2 separate regions of the Mus musculus genome follow, and region 1 is linked to region 2. Evidence: chromatin contacts called from public Hi-C data. All regions are on one chromosome and are shown on one strand. The core of a region is the stretch at or near the end of the contact, and the rest is flanking DNA. Distances in the headings are between cores, read along the strand shown.

What was found. A called contact is a pair of places that touch in the nucleus more often than the background predicts.
Region 1: a Hi-C map of the G1E-ER4 cell line shows a contact between it and region 2, with 2.3 times the contacts expected there. The contact joins two enhancer-like sites. A contact is called at or near these places in 1 of 484 Hi-C or Micro-C datasets (the G1E-ER4 cell line) and 1 of 115 datasets of contacts at active chromatin or transcription factors (bone marrow-derived macrophages).

Annotation. Positions count from the first base shown.
Region 1 is chr1:166,816,762-166,822,352 of GRCm38.p6, forward strand. No RefSeq gene overlaps it. Among named protein-coding and RNA genes, the nearest start is that of Gm33404, 36 kb to the right of the region's middle. Within about 2 kb of position 2,125, at least 59 of the 459 cell types and tissues checked have an H3K27ac peak or open chromatin away from gene starts, as enhancers often do. A contact at or near this core is called in the G1E-ER4 cell line and bone marrow-derived macrophages, where this site is marked.
Region 2 is chr1:166,427,079-166,432,379 of GRCm38.p6, forward strand. It overlaps the pseudogene Gm16418. Among named protein-coding and RNA genes, the nearest start is that of Gm39694, 2.9 kb to the right of the region's middle. Within about 2 kb of position 2,638, at least 26 of the 459 cell types and tissues checked have an H3K27ac peak or open chromatin away from gene starts, as enhancers often do. A contact at or near this core is called in the G1E-ER4 cell line and bone marrow-derived macrophages, where this site is marked.

The DNA of each region.
Region 1 (5,591 bases), core at 875-3,374, 390 kb after region 2:
CTAAAGAAATATTCTATATCCTTAGTCATCGGGGAAATGCAAATCAAAACAACCCTGAGATTCCACCTCATACCAGTCAGAATGGCTAAGATCAAAAATTCAGGTGACAGCAGATGCTGGCAAGGATGTGGAGAAAGAACAGCAGATGCTGGCAAGGATGTGGAGAAAGAGGATCACTCCTCCATTGCTGGTGGGATTGCAAGCTTGTACAACCACTCTGGAAATCAGTCTGGCGGTTCCTCAGAACATTGTACATAGTACTACCGGAGGACCCAGCTATACCACTCCTATACCACCCAGAAGATGCTCTAATGTGTAATAAGGACACATGCTCCACTATGTTCATAGCAGCCATATTTATAATAGCCAGAAGCTGGAAAGAACCCAGATGTCTCTCAACAGAAGAGTGGATACAGAAATGTGGTACATTAACACAATGGAGTACTACTCAGATATTAAAAACAATGAGTTCATGAAATAACTTAGGCAAATGGCTAGAACTTGAGAATATCATCCTGAGTGAGGTGTCTCAGTCACAAAGGAACAAATACAGTATGTATGCACTGATAAGTGGATATTTGCCCAAAAGTTTGGAATACCCAAGATTCAATTCACAGGTCATATGAAGCCTAAAAAGAAGGAAGACCAAAGTGTGGATGCTTCCATGCTTTTTAGAAGGGTGAACAAAATACTCATAGGAGGAAATATGGAGTCAAAGTGTGGAGCAGAAACTGAAGAGAAGGCCATCCAGAGACTGCCCCACCTGGGGATCCATCCCATATACAACCACCAAACCCGGATGCTATTGTGGATGCCGGGAAGTGCTTACTGATAGAAACCTGATGTGGTTGTCTTCTGAGAGGCTCTGCCAGAGCCTGACAAATAGAGGAGGAAGCTCGCAGCCAACCATTGGACTGAGCTCAGGGGTCCCCAATGGAGGAGTTGGAGAAGGGACTTTAGAAGCTGAGGTGGATTGCAGCCCTATGGAGAGAGCAACAGTATGAACATGCTGGACCCCCTGGAGCTCCTAGGGACTAGACCACCAACCAAAGAATACACATGGAGGGACCCATGGGGTTGGTCACATATGTGGCAGAAGATGGCCTTGTTGGACATCAGTGGGAGGAGAGACTCTTGGGCCTAAGGGTGTTAGATGCCAGGGCAAGAGGATGGGAGTGGGTGGGTGGAAGAGCACCCGTATGGGAGATGGGATGGGGGTTTCCGAAGGGGAGACCTGGAAAGGGAAAAATATATGAAATGTCAATAAACAAAATATCCAAGAAAAAAATGACAAAACTGACATTTGAGAAGCATATCTTTCATCACCACCTAATAGACTCCCCCTTTCCTCACAGGGCACCTGTCTTGCGTAATTCTGCAGTGTTTCTTTACACAGATAGCAGCAACTACGAACACATTCAACACTTCCCTCTGCTATTCAGATGGATTACACAGTATTCAATCTTGCCACCTATTTTCATTTGTTTGCTTATTTGATTTTTGTTTCTGAGATATTTGCCCAGGCTGGCTTTGCCCAAACTAGCTGACACTCTGACCTTGATCCTCCTGCTTCCCTGCTCCTAGTGTGGGACTAGAGGCATGCACTACCATACCTGGCAGATGTGTGTGTGTGTGTGTGTGTGTGTGTGTGTGTGTGTGTATGTGTGTGTGTGTGTGTGTGTGTGTGTGTGTGTGTGGTGTGTCCTCCTGTGTGTGTCTCTATGTGTGTGTATACCTGTTCATATGATTACATGTATGTGCATGTGTATGGTATGCATGTGTGCTTGTGTGTACCTGTGCATGTGAAGGCTAGAGGAGGACCTTAGTCCATTCCACAGGAAGCTTTGTTCACTTTGTTTCTTTCTTTGTTTGAAGGGTCTCTTACTGACCTAGAACTCTTCCAGAGTGGCTAGGCTGGCTGCTAAGCCAACCTCAGGGATCTTCCTGTCTCTGCTTCTCCATGCTTGGGTAATACGCATGCGCCCCATGCCTGGCTTTTTCACATGGATTCTGGAGATTGGACTCAGGTCTTTAGGCTTTTGCTGTAAGCTTTCTTCACCCACTGAGCTCAGTAACGGCTGCCTCACTGCCTCGATGCCTCCCTGCCACTTCCTGTGTGGTGTTGAAACTGATTAGCATTCGAATGTGCAGTTAGACCACAGTTTATCCAGGCTCCCATTGCCAGACACTTGTACTTCTTACTATATATTGGCTAAAATAACTTTTGCACACCTAACATTTTTACATATGTACATTTTAATCTACAGACAAGATTCTAGAGGAAGGTCTGGTGCATATGTAGTTTTCCTCACTATGAGCAGCTCTCCCCTTATAGAATTCCAGTCTGTGATTTGTGGCACTTCTTCCTGTGTCCAGAACCTTGCCAATGGTGTGCTGTTTAATGTGGATTTTGACACACACACACCCTTCACTACTAAATCTACAAAATCATTTCCTTAGCTGGACCTTTTTCTAGCTTTTCTAGTCTGTTTTATGGTCTGTTTGTCCACTCAGATACCCACATCCCACTGTTTTCATTACTGAAGTTGTAGAACGCCATTGCTCTTGAGAAGAGGCTAATTTGCCCTCACTAATGTTTGTCCTCAGAAACGCCCTTGGTCGCTCCAGTTTGTCTAAGTTTCCGTGTGAACTTCAGAACCAGCTTTCTTGGTTTGTGGACAACTGGATTAAATTTACAAACTAAAGAAAGTTGGCGTCTTTGTGACTTTTATTCTTCCTCAGAGCACGGCATATTACTTGCATCTGCTGGGCTCCAGTCTTGTGTGGCTTGCGTCATTTCTGATCTCACACCAACTGCTGTACAAAGGCCAGGAGATGACGGATAGCAAGTTAGAGTGACAAACAGGAAACAGATTTGTCTGTGCAAAAGTCAAGGGGCTTCTGTATTCTGGCCGCACAGGAAGGGTTAAGATTATACCCCGAAGGAAAAAGGAGGAGAAAAACATTGTCTCAGCTTGATGCTTCCTGTTGGCTATTTCAGTCCATTCTCGCTTTACAGATCATAACAAGGCCATGAGAAAGAATGCCCTTGGGATTAATTTACCCAGAACTGCAAACCACGGGTTACCATATGCCTCACACAGGAGCTTCAACAAATGCTAGAGGTTATAGTGTTAATGAATATGAAAGTGAAGAAAATATCATATATATGAAGTCAATTGTCAAATATCTTAGAATTCACAATTCAACCCTCTGTCAGCCGGCTTCTGAAGCCCGGACTGGATACTGTCTGATTCTCTCCTGGGGAAGTTCTCTTAGGTCAGTTCGCTTTGACAATGTTTATCAACCATCTGCTCTAAAAACCTTGAATATTAAACTCCCATTCCTGAAGTTATGCTAGGGAAAGCGTAATAATTTGTAAATTAAAAAAAGACGGTCATGTCACGTGAGCATGAGAGACGTAAAGGAGATGTCAGCTGATGTGACAGATTCCAGGAAGGCGTAGAGTGAGGTGAGTTCCAGGAGCCTTACTCAGTGGAGTAACAGCTGTTGGGCTCAATCCTCTCCTCTGTGTCCCCTCTCTTCCAGTCCCTGGCTCTCTCATCCTTCTCTCCTCTCCATTTCTCTCTGCTTGAAGTTCTCAGGCTGGCTGTTCTGGGAGCCCAGGCTGACATGGTAGCTCCAGGATTACCCACCTCACCTGGGTTCTCTCCAAGGAACTTCTGATGAGTTATGCTTCAGCCTCTCTCAGCAAGGTAGCCAAAGGATGGAGGGGGTGTATGATAAGTAGGATCCCTCACCCAGCCCAATACCTGTCCCCTAATCACATGGCTGAAGTCCAGGAAGAGCAATGGTTCATTTGCTGAGGGCTTAACCTTTGAGTAGTGCTGGGGACAAAGAAGCAGACACGGCAATGGTAGAAGTAAATGGGAACCCAGCCCCTCTCTGGGCTATCATGCAGACACTTAAAAATGCCTCTCAATATTAATATGACATAATAACGTGGGGAGGGGTGGTGAGGTGGTTGTTCTTCTAGAGGACTCAGGATTGGTTCTCAGCACCCACCTGATTGGAACTCCAATTCCAGAAGATCTGCTCTCCTCTTCTAAGCTCTGCGGGCGCCAGGCACTCACATAGTATACAGACACATGTGCAAGAAAAACACTGAAACACATAAAGTAAAATAAAAATTATAAACAAATGACATGGGAAAATGTTATTTCGTGGTAATAGATGAAGAATATACAGTAGCCGACTGTATGAATACAGTTCTGTAAAATCTAGGTGTAAAATCGGAACAGTGAACATACTAAACTTTAAAACCTGCATTAAACGTGAACACTATTCTTAGGGGGATGTGGTAATTGCTGATTTTTCTCTCATCTTCTTCCTCTGCATTATTATTGCTTTTGTTGTGGCATTTGTTTATACCTCCCTCTCTGCTGTCTCTTCTGGAAGTCTTTTTTTTTTTTTTTAGTGTTTATTTTTCAGGCTGGAGAGAGCACTCAGTGGTTAAGAGTACATACTGAAGAACAGAATTTCCTTCCCAGCACTCACATGGGACAGCTCCCAAGTGCCTGTAACTCGAGAGCCACGAGATCTGGCGCCCTCTTCTGGCCTCCATGAGCACTGCACTCACATGCACATGCCTATACATGCATGCACATATTTCTTACCTTTTTAATGATAGGAGTTCATTACTTTCCCAGGGTTTTTGTTTGTTTTGTTTTGATCACAGTATTCTGCACTTGACTAGTGTTGTTCTTATGTTTGTAGGAATATGGTATGATTTTGGTTGTTAGCTTTTTCTGTTCTCTGAAGAACTGTCAGTTTTCTCTAGAATTCTGTATCTTTGTTGTTTCCCAGTACTGACTTTTTTTTAACCTTTCCTCAAATAAAATCCAATACTTCATCTTATGTCCTCTTTAACTTCACGACAGAAATGATCCTCAACTGTTGAGCTTCACAATAAATGTGGGTGGGGCAGACTCTTTACTGAGAACTCCCTGAATGTCAGTATGTCTTCAGGGAAGACTTCTTTGTTGTCCTTCCTGAAAGAAACAGAACAAGAAAGACAATTTATCAGGGCATGCAAATTCAGAGGAGAGAGACATGATGGTGAAGGCTCCATCGTTTCATAAGATTTCTCCCCTCCCTTTAGCCTTCTCTATATCCTTCCACTTCTAACTTGGAAAATAGTACTTCCTGGAGGAAGAAACAGGTCAGGAGGAGATGTGTAGTCATTTGGTTGTATAAAGTGAAAGGGAGATCTGGAGGAAGATCTCCTGTCTCTGTGAAGCATCTTGTAGCCAGTTCCCCTCTTTGTCATTCAAAAGAGCTATGTTTACTGAATTGAGGCACCATGTGGTATCTTCCTTGAAGACATACTGACACTTAGTATCAGTCCAAATAAACCAGTGAATCTGTTTATTTTCACCAGAATTCCATTCTATAGGCACTCAGCTTGGTTGGTGAGTCTCATTCTCTCTCTCTCTCTCTCTCTCTCTCTCTCTCTCTCTCTCTCTCTCTCTCTGTCTCTCTCTCTCTCTCTCTCTCTCTCTCTCTCTCTCTCTCTCTCTCTCTCTCTCTCTCTCTCACCTGCTTTCAATTTAGGAAAATTAGCTAATCTC
Region 2 (5,301 bases), core at 1,388-3,887:
TCTTTAAGTTATATATTTTCAAATAGCCCATTTTTGAGCTCATTAGATGGTCTTCTGTTTATTTGAGTCTGATAATGACGCTGTATATAATATTTTACATTCAATTTTAAGTACTTTTCTGCTTGAAGATTTGATTTTAAAAATTTGCTATCTGTTGTCTCTGATGAATTTATGAATTTTATTTTCATTTTCTTTCTTAAGATTTATTTATTTTATTTTATATGTATGAGTGTTTTGTCTGCACATATGTATGTGCACCACATGTGCCAGAGGCCAGAAGGTGGAAAGCTTATTCAAAAAGACAGCAGAAAAGTCCTCCAGTAGAGAGGAGAATGCAACCACCCATGTGGTGCCTATGGAAATCAGAACCTGCCCAGCACCAGGTATTGAGGAAAATAGCGATGGTAGCATTAGCGGATTTCAGGGGCAAAAACTGAGTTTTTCGAGGACTAAAATTGTTTACTTATAATAATATTTGCCGTTCTTAACTCTTTGCTTTTCTAGGATGAAAAGCCATTGGCTTCTGGTAATAAACTCTTGCTGGCATCATCAGGGAATTAAGAGGAAAAAAGGCTTAAGAAAAAATGCTGCTCAGGAGGCTCCTGCTGGCTAGGCAAGAGGCTTGCAGCTTGGTAACCCTTCATGAACCATAGAGAAAAGAAAATAAAGAAAGGGAGAACTCAAGCACACACACACACACCCTGCTCCGGCCATACCACCCATCTCATCAACTCTACAAGTGCTTATGCATATTTATACACACACACACACACACACACACACACACACACGTATGTAGGGACAAACAGACATACATATATACATTTGGTGAATGGGGCAGAGCCCCCAAGCCATACTTTAATTCTTCTCTCTGGCTTTCTTATACTTTCTTATACCTTTGTAGGCAATTTTTAAAAAAATTACCTCATAGATGAAATGTTACACAAAAGGGGCGTTACAGAAGGATGTTGGTGTTATCAGTTCAAAGCAGAGTTTCATTCTATAAGCTCATTGTAAGTTCAAAACAACAGTTTCACATGGCCTGGTGACAACTGTGACTTCATCCTTAGACCTGGCCTAAATGAATGTTTTTCCTTGGTCATAAATCTGTCCCAATCTTTTCTGCTTTCTTATTCTAGTGCAATCAGCCTGTAACACATAAAGGTTTACAGAGCCCTATTTGCAGCTCTTCAGAGAGTCAGAAGTTACTTGTGTAAATTTAGGAATTCCATAAACCTAGTATCAGGAACTATAAAAATTTCAGTTTGTCAACACAGCACTATTACGTGATAAGATATCTTTATTGAACTGCAGGGAATCTGCCCAACAGGGTAGGCTAATACCCAGGAATCATTAGGCTATGTAATAGTGACAGGAAAGGCATACCAGCAGGAAGAAGAAATCCTGGGATAAAAATCTCTGAAGATCCTGCAAATCAGAGCTTACCCATTGCAGCTGTGCAAAGCAGTGGGCCATCTCCAGAAAACCTACTTGTTTGTCTTTAGCCTTTCCTCAATGACTTCTGGCAGTTGAGTTCGAGGCCAGCCTGGTCTACAGAATGAGCTCCAGGACAGCCAGGGCTACACAGAGAAACCCTGTCTTGAAAAACAAAAATAAAAAAAAACAAACAAAAAACCCACCCCCCCCACAAAACCCAAACAAACAAACAAACAAAAAACAAAAAACAACCAAAACAAACAAACAAAAAGACCCAGCCATTTTAAATTCTCTGTCAAAGAGTTTGCACATATCCATTGCTTTCTGGTCAGTTTTTGATGCCTTATCTTTTAGGTAGGGTAATGGTCCTTTGAGCTGAATAGAAGCACCTATTATTGGACAGATTAGAAGTTTATTCCAGACTTCACTCTGTGGCTTTATTTGTGGCTATATTATATGGGCTGATATGTGGTGTGGTATGTGGTGTGGTGTGGTGTGGTGTGGTGTGGTGTGTGTGTGTGTGTGTGTGTGTGTGTGTGTGTGTGTGTGTGTGTGTGTTTGTATAATTGTGTGTGTGTCCTGAGCCTAGTCTGGTCTTACTCTAACACTAGAGGGTGTGTTCAGTATAGATTTCCTAGAGCCATGGTTGGTATATTATCAATATTTCAGCACTAGAGGGCACCCCAAAACTATATTTGCAGCAATCAGCAGTTGAAGCTGTTTTTCAGGATGGAATGGGTGTTAAAGCAATTTTTACTTTTTGATTTAGACATTTTTAAAGAGGATGTTTCTGTGCTGCCAAGATGGCTCCGATGGCTCTCACTGCCAAACCTGAGCACCTGAGTTCCACGCTGGGACCACGTGGTGGAAGGAGGGAGCCTGCTCCCTGAGGTTGTCCTCTGGTCTCCACATACACAGACACACAGACACACAGACACACAGACACACACACACACACACACACACACACACACACACACACACACACACAAAGAGAGAGAGAGAACAAATGAATATAAAAAATAAAATAAAGAGATTTTCAAATATTAAATATTAATAATTAATATTTCAGATTAAAAAGTGATGACTTTATTTCCAACCCAAATATCAGAAAATTCAACGTGAGTAACCCGTCTGATGAGAGAGAGCAGCTGATCACTGAGGCAGCTTCTTTGAAACAAGATCTTCAGACGATTGTGAATGGCTCTCAGTCTAAGAATACGGACACTTCTTAACCATTCGTTTCTGCATTAAAACACTCTTACTTGTGCAGTGTTGTTTTGAGACACCCACGAGATACTGTTACTCTTCACAATTCTTGTAAACAGCAAAAAGAGCGTGCTGCTAAGCCAGATCTGTCGGACTTACACATGGCTGTGGCTCTTGTAGAGGCGGAGGCTTCAGTCTCAATGACCCGAGTAACAGACTGCCAGGGAAGGCGGGAGACTTGAAGAGGGAGTGGCTGCATCTCACAGCCACACTGCACAGAGGCTATTATTATCATTTACTGACAGGAAAGGGAAACAGAAATAGGAAGTAAGGGATCTGGGCCACTGTTGGTAAGATTAGATTTTTTATTTCCAAAGGCAAGTTTTTTTTTTTTTTCCTTCCCCTTCCTATTTTTAGTTAGAATTGGCACATCATGGCTTGCATTTGGGGTGACTCAGTAGGTGGTTCTTAAGTCCTCTTGTCTCTGATCCTTGTACTATCATCTTAAATTTGCCGAGCCATTTTAGGCTCTTGGACATTGCCCAGAAATGTAAAGTGCTGAGGAGATGCAGGTTGCAACGTCTCTATTCCGTCTGCGCAGAGTCTCCCCCACACTGATACTGGCAAGTCAGATGGACAAGCGCTTTGATGAGTCAGGACACCTTGATATCTTTTTAACTCTTACAACTTTTGCTGTTTTATAAATGAGAAAGCTGACATTAAGGTAGATTAAGCAGTTTCCCTGTGGTAATACCAAATAGTAAGAGGCAGATGTGGTCCTGACATCCAGCCACCTGGCCCCAGTGCCTCTTCAGCAGATTCGACTTTCTCTGGAGGGCGAGGAGCTCTGCCCCTGGTGTCTATTCGGTCTTCCCATACCTTTTCTAAGTTTATACATCGGAGAAAGGTGCCTTAGAAAACAAAGAAGACACAGGACCATGACCGGAGCCACGTGCCATACAGAGCAAGGGAGGGCTGAGGGCTGAGAGCTTCCTCTGCTCTCCAAACAAAGGCTGAGTGTGGGAGACAGATGAAAAATTCACAGTAAAAAGGAAGGCAGTGATAGTGAAACTCTATTTCTTACTTGTTATTTTTTTAATTGGATATTTTATTTATTTACATTTCAAATGTTATCCCCTTTCCCAGTTTCCCCTCTGAAACCCCCCTATACCATCCTCCCTCCCCCTATTCCACCCACCCACTCCTGCCTCCCTACCTTGGCCTTCCCCTACACTGGGCCATCCAGCCTTCCCAAGACCAAGGGCCTCTCCTCCCATTGATGTCTGACAAGTCCGTCTTCTGCTACATATGAAGCTGGAGCCATGGGTCTCTTCATGTGTACTCTTTGGTTGGTGGCTTAGTTCCTGGGAGCTCTAGGGGGGTCTGGTTGGTTGATATTGTTGTTCCTCTTATGGGGTTGCAAACCCCTTCAGTTCCTTCAGTCCTTTCTTTAACTCCTCCATTGGGGTCTCGTGCTCAGTCCAATGGTTGGCTGTGAGCATCTGCCTCTAGTTGTCAGGCTCTGGCAGAGCCTCTCAGGAGACAGCTATATCAGGCTCCTGTCAGCAAGCACTTCTTGGCATCCACAATAATGTCTGGGTTTGGTGTCTGTAAATACGATGGATGCCCAGGTGAGGAGTCTCTGGATGGCCTTTCCTTCAGTCTCTGTTCCACACTTTGTCTCCCTACTTCCTCCCTTGAGTATTTTGTTCCCCCTTCTGAGAAGGACTGGAGCATCCACACCAAGATCTTTCTTCTTCTTGAGCTTCATGTGGTCTGTGAATTTTTTTTTCCAAGGCATAAGAATAAGGTTTAATGCTGCACCTATCAAGGCAGCCCTAGTGTCTGTCAACGCGGAAGCTCCCTGAGCGGTGCAGACCTCTCCAGTGTCCAGCTTCCTCAGTGTCCTCCACAGGACTACGCTGTGTCTGAGGCCTCGGCACATGGTACCATCGAGGCCTGTGGTGGGGGAGGGGCTGCCTAATCGTCCTTCTTAAACTTGCCGTTGATGTAAGGCACCCAGTCCAGGATCAGCTGCCAGTCCGTGGCCCACACCAGTCCCACAGCACCCACAGTGCCCCACATGCCGGCTGTGGGAATCCAGTTTCTGGCCAGTTCCCGGTAGCGCGGGCCTAGAAACCTGCTCAGCATCGCTGCAGGGTCTCAATACTGGTCTGTGAATTTTATCTTGGGTATTCCGAGCTTTTGGGCTAATATTTACTTATCGGTGAGTACATACCATGTGTGTTCTTTTGTGATTGGGTTACCTCACTCAGGATGACATTTTCTAGTTCCATCCATTTGCCTGTGAATTTCATGAAGTCATTGTTTTTAATAGCTGAGAAGTACTGCATTGTGTAAATGTACCACATTTTCTGTATCCATTCCTCTGTTGAGGGACATCTGGGTTGTTCCCAGCTTCTGGCTATTATAAATAATGCTGCTATGGATATAGTGGAGCATGTGTCCTTGTTATATGTTGGAGCATCTTCTGGGTATTTGCCCAGGAGTGGTATAGCTGGGTTTGCAGGTAGTACTATGTCCAATTTTCTGAGGAACTGCCTGGCTGATTTCCAGAGTGGTTGTACCAGCTTGCAATTCCACCAACAATGGAGGAGTGTTCCCCTTTCTCCACATCCTCACCAGCATCTGCTG